Regions from separate parts of the Mus musculus genome. Here region 2 is linked to region 1. A link is a contact called in public Hi-C data. All regions are on one chromosome and are shown on one strand. Each heading gives the region's core, a stretch centred on a gene start, on an enhancer-like site or on the middle of the called end of the contact. The rest is flanking DNA. Distances are from core to core; before and after follow the strand shown.

Region 1 (4,623 bases), core at 974-3,473:
CTCTATTGTGGCAGTCATCAGAAACTTAAGAGCATTTGTTAACTGAGTGAACAAATGAAGGACGTTCAAATTTACTCCATTAACCTCAGTGTCATGCTGGATTGACTCACAGCCGTGACAATGAGCTTCGGACATGGCATATATTCCCTACCTGCAGGCCTATGAAAAGTATATGAGTTGTCTTCAAAAGGGGTAACACCAGGAAAACAAATGCCACGAGGTTTTTACATAAACCGGGGGCATCCATGTACACAGGGCATCCGTGTACAAAGGGCATCCATGGACACAGGACCTCCAGCCTGCACTACAGTCACGTTTATGGACAAAGCTGACTATTACCTTTCTCAGACCTGAACCTAGTTCCAAGCAAGCCTCCATTAACAAGAACTGGCCAGAAGAAATAGAGCAACATGGATTTTAACCAGCAGCTTCAAACATCAAACTTATGGTTTTAGGGAGCTGAGACAAATTGGTAGAACCTGGGCTCTGAGCAAAGCTTGGCTCTCAGTCCTAGGGTTGAAGCTTGCTGCCCCCCCCCCCATCTGTAATACACAAGCTACATCCTGTTCTTCTCTCCATGGGATCTTATTGCTGGCCTGAAAGACCGACAAACACCTTCACCCCACATACCAAGTGCCATTGGTGTTTGGCTAGCAGCCACTGTTGACAGCTAGATGTGTGTCCCCGGTTTCTCCATGGCAAGATTGAGGGACTGCAGAGGATGGGGATTCTTTTATAGTACCCCCGAGTTTTATCTAGTTCATTTCTCCTTCTAACAAGTACAAAATTCCTTCTATTACAGATTATCTCTAGAGTTCACTGTCGAAGTTCATTTCAATTCTTGCGTTCTAGGATGAGACATTCATTCAAAACGAATGACTGCCACATCAGTCACAGGGCTCAGCCCCTGGCATGGGAACTGTATTTCTTTAATGGCTTTATTCCTTTGAATGTGTTTTGGAGGTCTCTATTATGCCTCAGTCCTTGAAGAAAACCAGTGAGAGTCGCAGACAGGGCCCTCTGCTGCTCGAAAACCTGAGAAGCAAATCTGCAGAATTTTCAAACTGTGCAGTCTGTCCTGGGTGACTGTGACTGGGCGCCAAGTCCTAAACACAACACAAAACAGTGGTTATTCTCCTGGGACATCTGGGTGCCAGATGAGTTTCTTTCCTGCTCTCCAAAATGGTCAGAGATTTGCAGTAATTGAATGAAAGAATGTTTAATAACTGAAAATATTGCTCATCCAGAGAGAGAGAGAGATTAGGCTTTAATTAAATGGTGTCATTTAATACGTCGTCCAGCAGATACTGTAATTGGGTTCTTTAGCACAGCACACACTAATATCTAAGCTTTACTGAGGTGATAATGACACTAATTTAGCCCAGTGGATACATAACCAGCTTGGCTGCCTCTGACACCCCAGCATATTGTACGAAGAGCAAGCTTTGATCCTGGTGTCTGCGCCACTCTTAATCAGTCATTTCTTTCTAAAATAAAATCACTAGTCAGCCAGAGCAAACAAACCCTTTTTATACTAAACAGGTATGATGCTGGGGATGTGTCGGGGCAAGAGGTTGTTCGTTTCCACAGATACAAAGAAAGAGGGGCTATCTTCAAAGCAGTTGTGAAATTACATTTCATTTGAACAGGAAGAATGGCATTTATTATCTTTAAAACCTGATATAAATGCAAAGCAGCCCTCAGCAGTTCGTTCAAAGAGGGCAGACAATTCCCTGGCACAATGGCAGCTGTGGGTTTTAAGTCCTATCTTCACTTGATCATTTGCAAGGACGTTTTCATTTCCAGTCTTGGCTCCCGTTTCCTCATTGCTTAATCCTGAAATGGGATACAGTTACGGTCCTACTCTCTAGCCATTCTGTTTGATAATTCTGAACAAAGCAGAAATGAGTGGGGGGCCAGGCAGTGACGAATTTAACTGAACCTAAAAGAAGATGAGAAAAGAACTGATCTCTTAGGGTCTAGTGCCACAGATGTATTACAAAGTAACCAGAGATTAAATTCCTTTGCTAAATTCTTTGTTTTCAAAACTAAGTGGTGCTTCCACAGAGAGATGGAAAACTTTCATTTCCCTGATTGCAAATGACCGTGGACATGTTTATTTTGGAAAAGACTGGAAACATTGATTACACAGTGGCTGGGTGGGTCACAGGACCATGAAAAAGAATAGCAGCATGGCTCTGTCACTGGGTGGGGAAGCAGAATTTGAAACCACTCTGATCCCTGGGGTGTAACTCCGCCTTTGAAGACCTTGCAATCCTGTGTCAGGGATAGCTAACAGTAATTCAGAGCTCCTCCCCGCCCCTTAGAACTCTGGCAGGGGGCTCCAGGGCTCCTCTCCAAATGCTGAGAACTGTAACTGGTCCTCTTTGTAAACTGCATGCTGAAAACTCTAAAATCAGAGCACAGCCAGCCTGTTGATGTTCACCAGAACCACACCTGGGCACCCCCTTCAACAGCTTTGTATTGAAAATCCCGGTGGTGGGAGCATATATGAATTGAACATGTATGACTTTTCCCTAGTCATTAGTCCTTAACCATTATAGGACACCATCTGCTTATAGAATATTTATTTCATATCAGGCATTATAAATCATCTGGAGATGATTGAAGTATTTTAAGAGATACACGTAATTTATATGTAGCTATGACACCATTTTATACAAGGCACGAGGAGCATCCTTATGTTTTAGTATCCATGAGAAGTGGGAGTCGGAGACTCTCCCTCTCTCTCTCTCTCTCTCTCTCTCTCTCTCTCTCTCTCTCTCTCTCTCTCTCTCTCTCTCTCTCTCGTGCGCTCTCGCCCTCCCTCCCTCCCTCCCTCCCTCCCTCTCACTGCTTGGGACAGCAAAGGACAACTATGCCCTGCAAACTCAGGAAATATGGCAGCTGTGACAGTTTGTATATGCTTAGCCCAGGGAGTGGCACTATTAGGAGGTGTGGCTTTGTTGGAGTAGGTGTGTCACTGTGGACGTGGGCTTTAATGCCCTCCTCCTAGCTGCCTGGAAGTCAATATCTGCTAGCAGTCTTCTGATGAAGATGTAGAACTCAGCTCTTCCTGCACCATGCCTACCTGGACTCTGCCATGTTCCCACCATGATGATAATGAACTGAACCTCTGAACCTGTGAGCCAGCCTCAATCAAATGTTTTCCTTTATAAGAGTTGCTTTGGTCATGGTGTCTGTTCACAGCAGTAAAACCCTAAGCCAGCCAAGCCAGGAAAGGAATCTTGAGCTAGGTAAAGGGTGATGGGGAAACAGCTTGGATCCTCACAATTAGAGGACAAACCTCCTGCTCCGCCTCCACACTCCCCGCCACACACACGTAGTACAGCTCTCGGGGGATCCTGTGCTCATTCTCAGCCCAAAGAGTTGGTTATATCCTGCTTCTTCCTCCCAGAGCCAAGACTCCCTGGACTGAGTGACAACCACAAACACTACTGTGCTTTGGACAATTAGAGTCTGTCCTTTACTCCCCAGACAATTTCCTCCTCATACCACAGCCATCAGCTGTACCCAGAGCACTATTCTGGGCCTGGTCCTCACTGACTTTCCAACTGCCAAACCCAGTGACCTTCTCCTAGCCATTACCCTTCTTGACCTTTGCAGGGTAATTACAGTGGTTGGTCAAATACCACATTCTGGAATGTTCTCCAGCTACGGCCTGCTCATACTCTTCTCTGGTACAGGAGCAAGTGGAGAACCCAGATGTGCTCAAGCCATCTTGGTTCCAAGCCATCTCCTTCCAGCTCCTACCTGATAAAAAGCAAGAGCACTGGAACACAGAAGCCTCCCGGGACCTTTAGCTACCTCCTTTTCTTACCTTCTTTCCAGAAACTTCCTCACTGTTCTCTCCTCCTCCAACACACAAACACTCATTCAAATGTATGTGTTCACCCATTTTCCCAAGTATCTGTCGTTACCCATTTGTGTCCCTGGTCTCTCTCTCTCTCTCCCTCTCTCTCTCTCTCTCTCTCTCTCCCTCCCTCCCTCCCTCCCTCCCCCCCTCTCTCCTTAATATGACCAGTTGTAGTTCTCAAAGACCACATCTGTTAGCTTCCCAGCCCATCAGCTGTCTCCTTTCAACCACATTACCTTAGGACAGTATGTGGCAGCAATAGCTATGCCAGCTTGCAGCAATGAATTCTACTGTTCTTGATATTCATCTGGCTGTAGTTCATGTTCCCACTGAACTCTGCACATGTCTCAAGTGCCATTACTTTAAACCTTTAACCTTTTGCATCTTAGTTATCTAGATGAAGTGTCCTGGGAGTTCTGTTAACCAAGAGCAAACTTTCCTAGATAACATGTTCCAGGTGTCTGCTGTGGGAGGCCAGGTAAAGTCAAGAGTAGGCTTCCCTCAAAACTCCTGTGCTCTCCCCCTCTGTAGGCTTCAGGTAAAGGACTTTTGAATTCTGTTCCTTGGCCTCTGTAATGAAGCAACAGCCACCAAGCAAGCAAAGACTGGCATGGCATTTCACCCACAGACCAAATCCCGGCCTCTGTCGGGGAGTGCAGACGCACAATGCACACGACATAAAGAAGCCTGTTAGATGTGATGAAAGGACTGCTTCATAGGGTCACACTTCCTCAGATTCTCTACAT
Region 2 (4,623 bases), core at 1,164-3,663, 310 kb before region 1:
CCCCCACCACACACACACACATGAGTTGTGAGTAGTTGTGAACTGCCTGATGTGGGTGCTGGGAGCCAAACAGGGGTCCTTTACATGACAGCAGTACACACTCTTAACCACAGAGCCATCTCCCCAAGTCCAAGGTTGGGAGACCCTTAAAGCTATCTAACATTTCTAGTTCCCTCACGGCTGAACACCAAGGATTACCAAGGTCTGATCAAATCCTGTGGCTACTTCCTCAGATGGCATTCTGACTGCTTGCTTTGAGGTTAATTTGCCTCCCAACCCTTGTCTCAATTTGGAGGGAAGGTCCCCTGCACACATCTACCCATCCATCTCCATCATGAGAGAAACTAGATCTTGCCTTCAACCCTGCATGGCCTCACTTGAGATGATTTCCAGCCTTTCTAGACCTTGGAGATAGCCTAGCCCTTAGTTACATATCACTTCACACCCAAATCCACGTTAACAATTTCAAACAAATACTTCAGGTACCAGAAGGTGAGTGAGAAAAATAACACAATCACAGACAGAAACCCGTGTTCACTGCAGGATTCCAGCATTTCAGTTCTTCGGGTGAATTGTCACCTTCCTTCTCTCGGAGTCACTTGATTAATAACCCTCTCTCCTTACCTCAAACCCAAACTTCAGGAAGAACAAATTGCAAGGGTTTGCAAAGAAGGTTTCTTTTTTTTTTTTCTTTCCATTTTTTATTAGGTATTTAGCTCATTTACATTTCCAATGCTATACCAAAAGTCCCCCATACCCACCCACCCCCACTCCCCTACCCACCCACTCCCCCTTTTTGGCCCTGGCATTCCCCTGTTCTGGGGCATATAAAGTTTGCGTGTCCAATGGGCCTCGCAAAGAAGGTTTCTAAGCGAGATTAGAACCATCCATTCTTCTTAGGATGTTTCAGTCGCTTCTCTAACTAAGGTTAGTGGTGAGGCATGTCGCTCCAGGATGTCTGAGTACCCAGTATTTGGGTAACTGAACCTCATACTTACGGCAACCTGCTGCTAAGATCTTGGCCTCCATTCAAGGTTTGGGCTTGGATGATGTGCCTGAAATCCAAGCCTAAAGCATTCAATCAGGAAAGGCTGGGATCCAAAGTTACAGCGTGGGTGAGCCCAGAGGATGCCAGCTCCAGCACCACTTACCTGTCAGGCCTGATTAGGGACTCAGCCTCCAGGCAGACAAGCCTGAGGTTAAAATCTGGCCTGCCATTTTCACGCTATGAGATTTTAGGCAGTTTGTACACAGTGTCTTTGCGATTCATCTTCTTCTGTAAAATAAGACTGTTAGTAATAACCCCAGTGTCATGAACTGTTAAGAGAATTAACATGAACGGTGTTTATTTATAAGCAGTAGTCTTTTCTCACTTATGTGTGTATGGTTTTGCTCAGAAAACAGGAGCTTTTTAAAAAAAATAATTAATTATGTTATTTATTTACATCCCCCACTCCTGGTCCCCCCTCGCAGAGTTCTTGCCTGATCCCTTTGTCCCTTTACCTCTGAGAGGGTGCTCCCCCCCCCCAGTATCCCTGCACCCTGGGGCATCAAGTCTCTACAAGATTAGGTACATCCTTTCCCACTGAGGCCAGACAAGACAGTCCTCTGCTACATATGTGTCAGTGGCTTTGGACCAGCCCATGTGAGCTCTGTGGTTGGTGGCTCAGTCTCTGGAGCTCACCAGGGTCCAGGTTAATTGACACTGTTGGTCTTCCTATGGGGTTGCCACCCCCTTCAGCTCCTTCAGTCCTTCCCCTAACTCTTCCATAAGGGTCCCCAACTTCAGTCCAATGGTTGGCTGTAAGTATCTGCATCTGTCTCAGTCAGCTGTTGGTGGATCCTCTCAGATCCTGCTAGGTTCCTGTGTGTGTGAGCACAACATAACATTGGTAAGAGTGTCAGGGATTGGCCCTCACCCATGGGATGGATCACAAGTTGGGCTGGCCACTGCCCGCCATTCCTTCAGTCTCTGATCCAGTTTTGTCCCTGTATTTCTTTTAAACAGGAGTGATTTTGGATCAAAAGTTTTGGAGAGGAGTTGGTGTTCTCATGCCTCCATCGGGGGTCCAAAAACAGGAACTTTTAATATCAAGTGCATCATTTTAAAATCGCAATAGACAAACTGAATAATCAGATGTACTGAATTGTCGGGGGGGGGGCGGGCAAGAATAAAGCCATAAACCACGATTAGAGATGGAGATGGTGAAGTCCGCATACTGACCCTTCAACAAGGAGAGAACTCTACCCAGATGGTTTGGAAGAAGCTCTGACATTCAGCTCACCCTCGACTGTTCAGTCAATAATGTCCCTCAGCTTTGCCTGGGTCCTGATGAAAACATGCCAACTGGGGCAGCTCTCTAAGAGGTAGGGGTCTAAGGAAGGGTTAACCACCCCAGAGCAGAGGGGGGCAGGCCAACACGTTCCCAGGCAGCTATGTTTATCTTGTGTTTTGAGCACCTGACTCAAGCTGAGTAAGAGGGTTTATTTTCTCACTTGGAAAGTTTTCAAAACACCAAAAGGATTTGGTTAAGAGGGAAATAACTCCACTCCAGCTAAATCTTTTTCACTGGCCAAATGGGGCAGGCAGAAAAAAAAAATCAGAAATCTGCTTTGGGCAGTACACAGAGTCATTCAGGGGACGTGGTCATTTGTTTATCAGCAGCCAGCAGCTTCCTGCAACCAGCCGCAGCTGCTGCTCTGCAAAACGATGTCTTTTCATTTTCGGAGAGAGAAGTGCTAAGCGTCACGTTCAGGCAAAGCAAATGACAAAATATTTGACTGCCTTTCTCTCCTTTTGGCTATTTTTACCCCTTGCAGGCTTCCCTGACAGCATCTCGCTTTTTATTCTGGCTCTTGCTTAGCAGTCGTGGTGTGAGTGCTGTCTTTCAGTGTTCTCAGGAGATGCTGAGACCCCGAAGCAACGTGGACATGGTGGGACCACCTCTGTGCTGGGCTTAAAATGGCCTCCTGTTCTGTGGGAAGGCCAATGGCAATCAGGAAAGGGGAAATGGTCAATTCCTTGAATGCTTGCTCACCGGAAGCCAAGCAGAGCATACCTGCTACTCACTTCCCCAGTAAAGGTCTCTACAAACACACTACCACTCCTCAGTTTGAAGGATAGAGATTTTGTTTTCTTAGCTGAGAATAAAACCTGATATTCCATACTTGATTGATTGATTGATTGATTGATTGATTGATTGAATCAGGGTCTTGCTATGTACCCCAGGCTGGCCTGGAATTCATCTTCCTGCCTTTGGTCTTCTGGGTGCTGACATTACAGGCATGTGTTGCCATGCCTGTCAAGATCCCATGAACAGCCTCATAATGTCCCCTTATATAATCTAGGTCAGCTCTCTGTAACATTCTCACCAGCCTGTCCATTGCTTTCTTCATGAAAAGTTACTGTAATTATCTTGCTACTGTGCCTTAATCTATTCATCATTCATTCATTCATGGGTCAAACAACCGATTCCTGTTATGAGTGTAGGGCTGAGAACAAAATGGAATGAGTCCCAGTTCGTAGCATCAAGGGGGATTACTGCTCACTCCAAGAAACTGGAAGGTAAGCAAGCAGGAGATTTGCAAAGAAATGTCCTAGAGCCAGGAAAACTCCTCTGCCATGGACATAAGAGGATGCCCTCTCTCTTGGCTCCCTCTGTGTGAGCCGCCTTCTCCTCTTCCTTTGCTAATTCCCCTGTAGGGTTGGTATGTCTCCTGCCATCTCCCTCACTGTCCTGCACACCACATTTCTCATGCCCCAAATTCTTATCCCATATCACAGAGGACAGACTCATTTATGCACGCACTGCTTATTCGTCTAGATGTCTTTCTCATGAGCAGCCTTTCACCGAGTACATCAATGCTAATTCTTTAAAGCTAATTCTTTAAAGTCTCTTCTTTTACTTGGAGCGCATTGTGAAGATTATAATCTACAAAGAATACTAAAATGGGGAAAGATTCCCTGGGCCTAGCTTCGTACTCATTTTTATTCGTCTGATTTATGGAGTTGATAGGTGAGGCAATGTTCTCATCTACTCTGTACCGGGGGTGTGCGGACAGCTCCATCCATCAAGCGAGCTGTCAGAGCACGATGCTTCAGAGACACTGGCAAACAAAGGTCCAGCTGGTTAACACTTCCAGGAGATGAGAAAGGAGGCTGTTAACCCCAGTGCCCAGGGAAAAGTATTTCCCTCCCTCGGCAGAGATGTGGAGACAGAAGGGATATAATTTAAGAATGAATTCCAAATATGTCTGTATTTCCGTTTCAATCCCTGCATGAAATATATTGATAAATGATCAGCTGTCAAAGGTGATGCTGTTGAAAACAGGATTTATCTTTATTAGTAAACTCAGATTTGGATGTCCATAAATGCAGAGAAAATAGGGGTTTAAGCCCAAATGGACAGTTATGCTGGTCTGATGAGGTGCCAGATGGCAGCTGGGGGCCCTGAGCCATGAGAGGATAGGGCCTCTTATATATAGTCATTGCAGTATTAATTTGGTGATTGAACCTTCAGAGCATCTTGAAGTTTAAACACATATTAACATCTAAAACACACACCTCAGCTGCCATAGTGTTTTGTTGTTATTCCTTTCAAACACCTTAGATCCTTCTGGGGT

The links. Hi-C and Micro-C count contacts between places; a contact is called where the count stands out from the background.
Region 2: a Hi-C map of the C2C12 cell line shows a contact between it and region 1, with 1.8 times the contacts expected there. The contact joins two enhancer-like sites. A contact is called at or near these places in 2 of 484 Hi-C or Micro-C datasets (the C2C12 cell line and embryonic fibroblasts).

What each region holds. Positions count from the first base shown.
Region 1 is chr14:47,984,326-47,988,948 of GRCm38.p6, reverse strand. No RefSeq gene overlaps it. Among named protein-coding and RNA genes, the nearest start is that of 4930447J18Rik, 88 kb to the right of the region's middle. Within about 2 kb of position 2,223, at least 45 of the 459 cell types and tissues checked have an H3K27ac peak or open chromatin away from gene starts, as enhancers often do. A contact at or near this core is called in the C2C12 cell line, where this site is marked.
Region 2 is chr14:48,293,996-48,298,618 of GRCm38.p6, reverse strand. No RefSeq gene overlaps it. Among named protein-coding and RNA genes, the nearest start is that of Gm52144, 90 kb to the right of the region's middle. Within about 2 kb of position 2,413, at least 96 of the 459 cell types and tissues checked have an H3K27ac peak or open chromatin away from gene starts, as enhancers often do. A contact at or near this core is called in the C2C12 cell line, where this site is marked.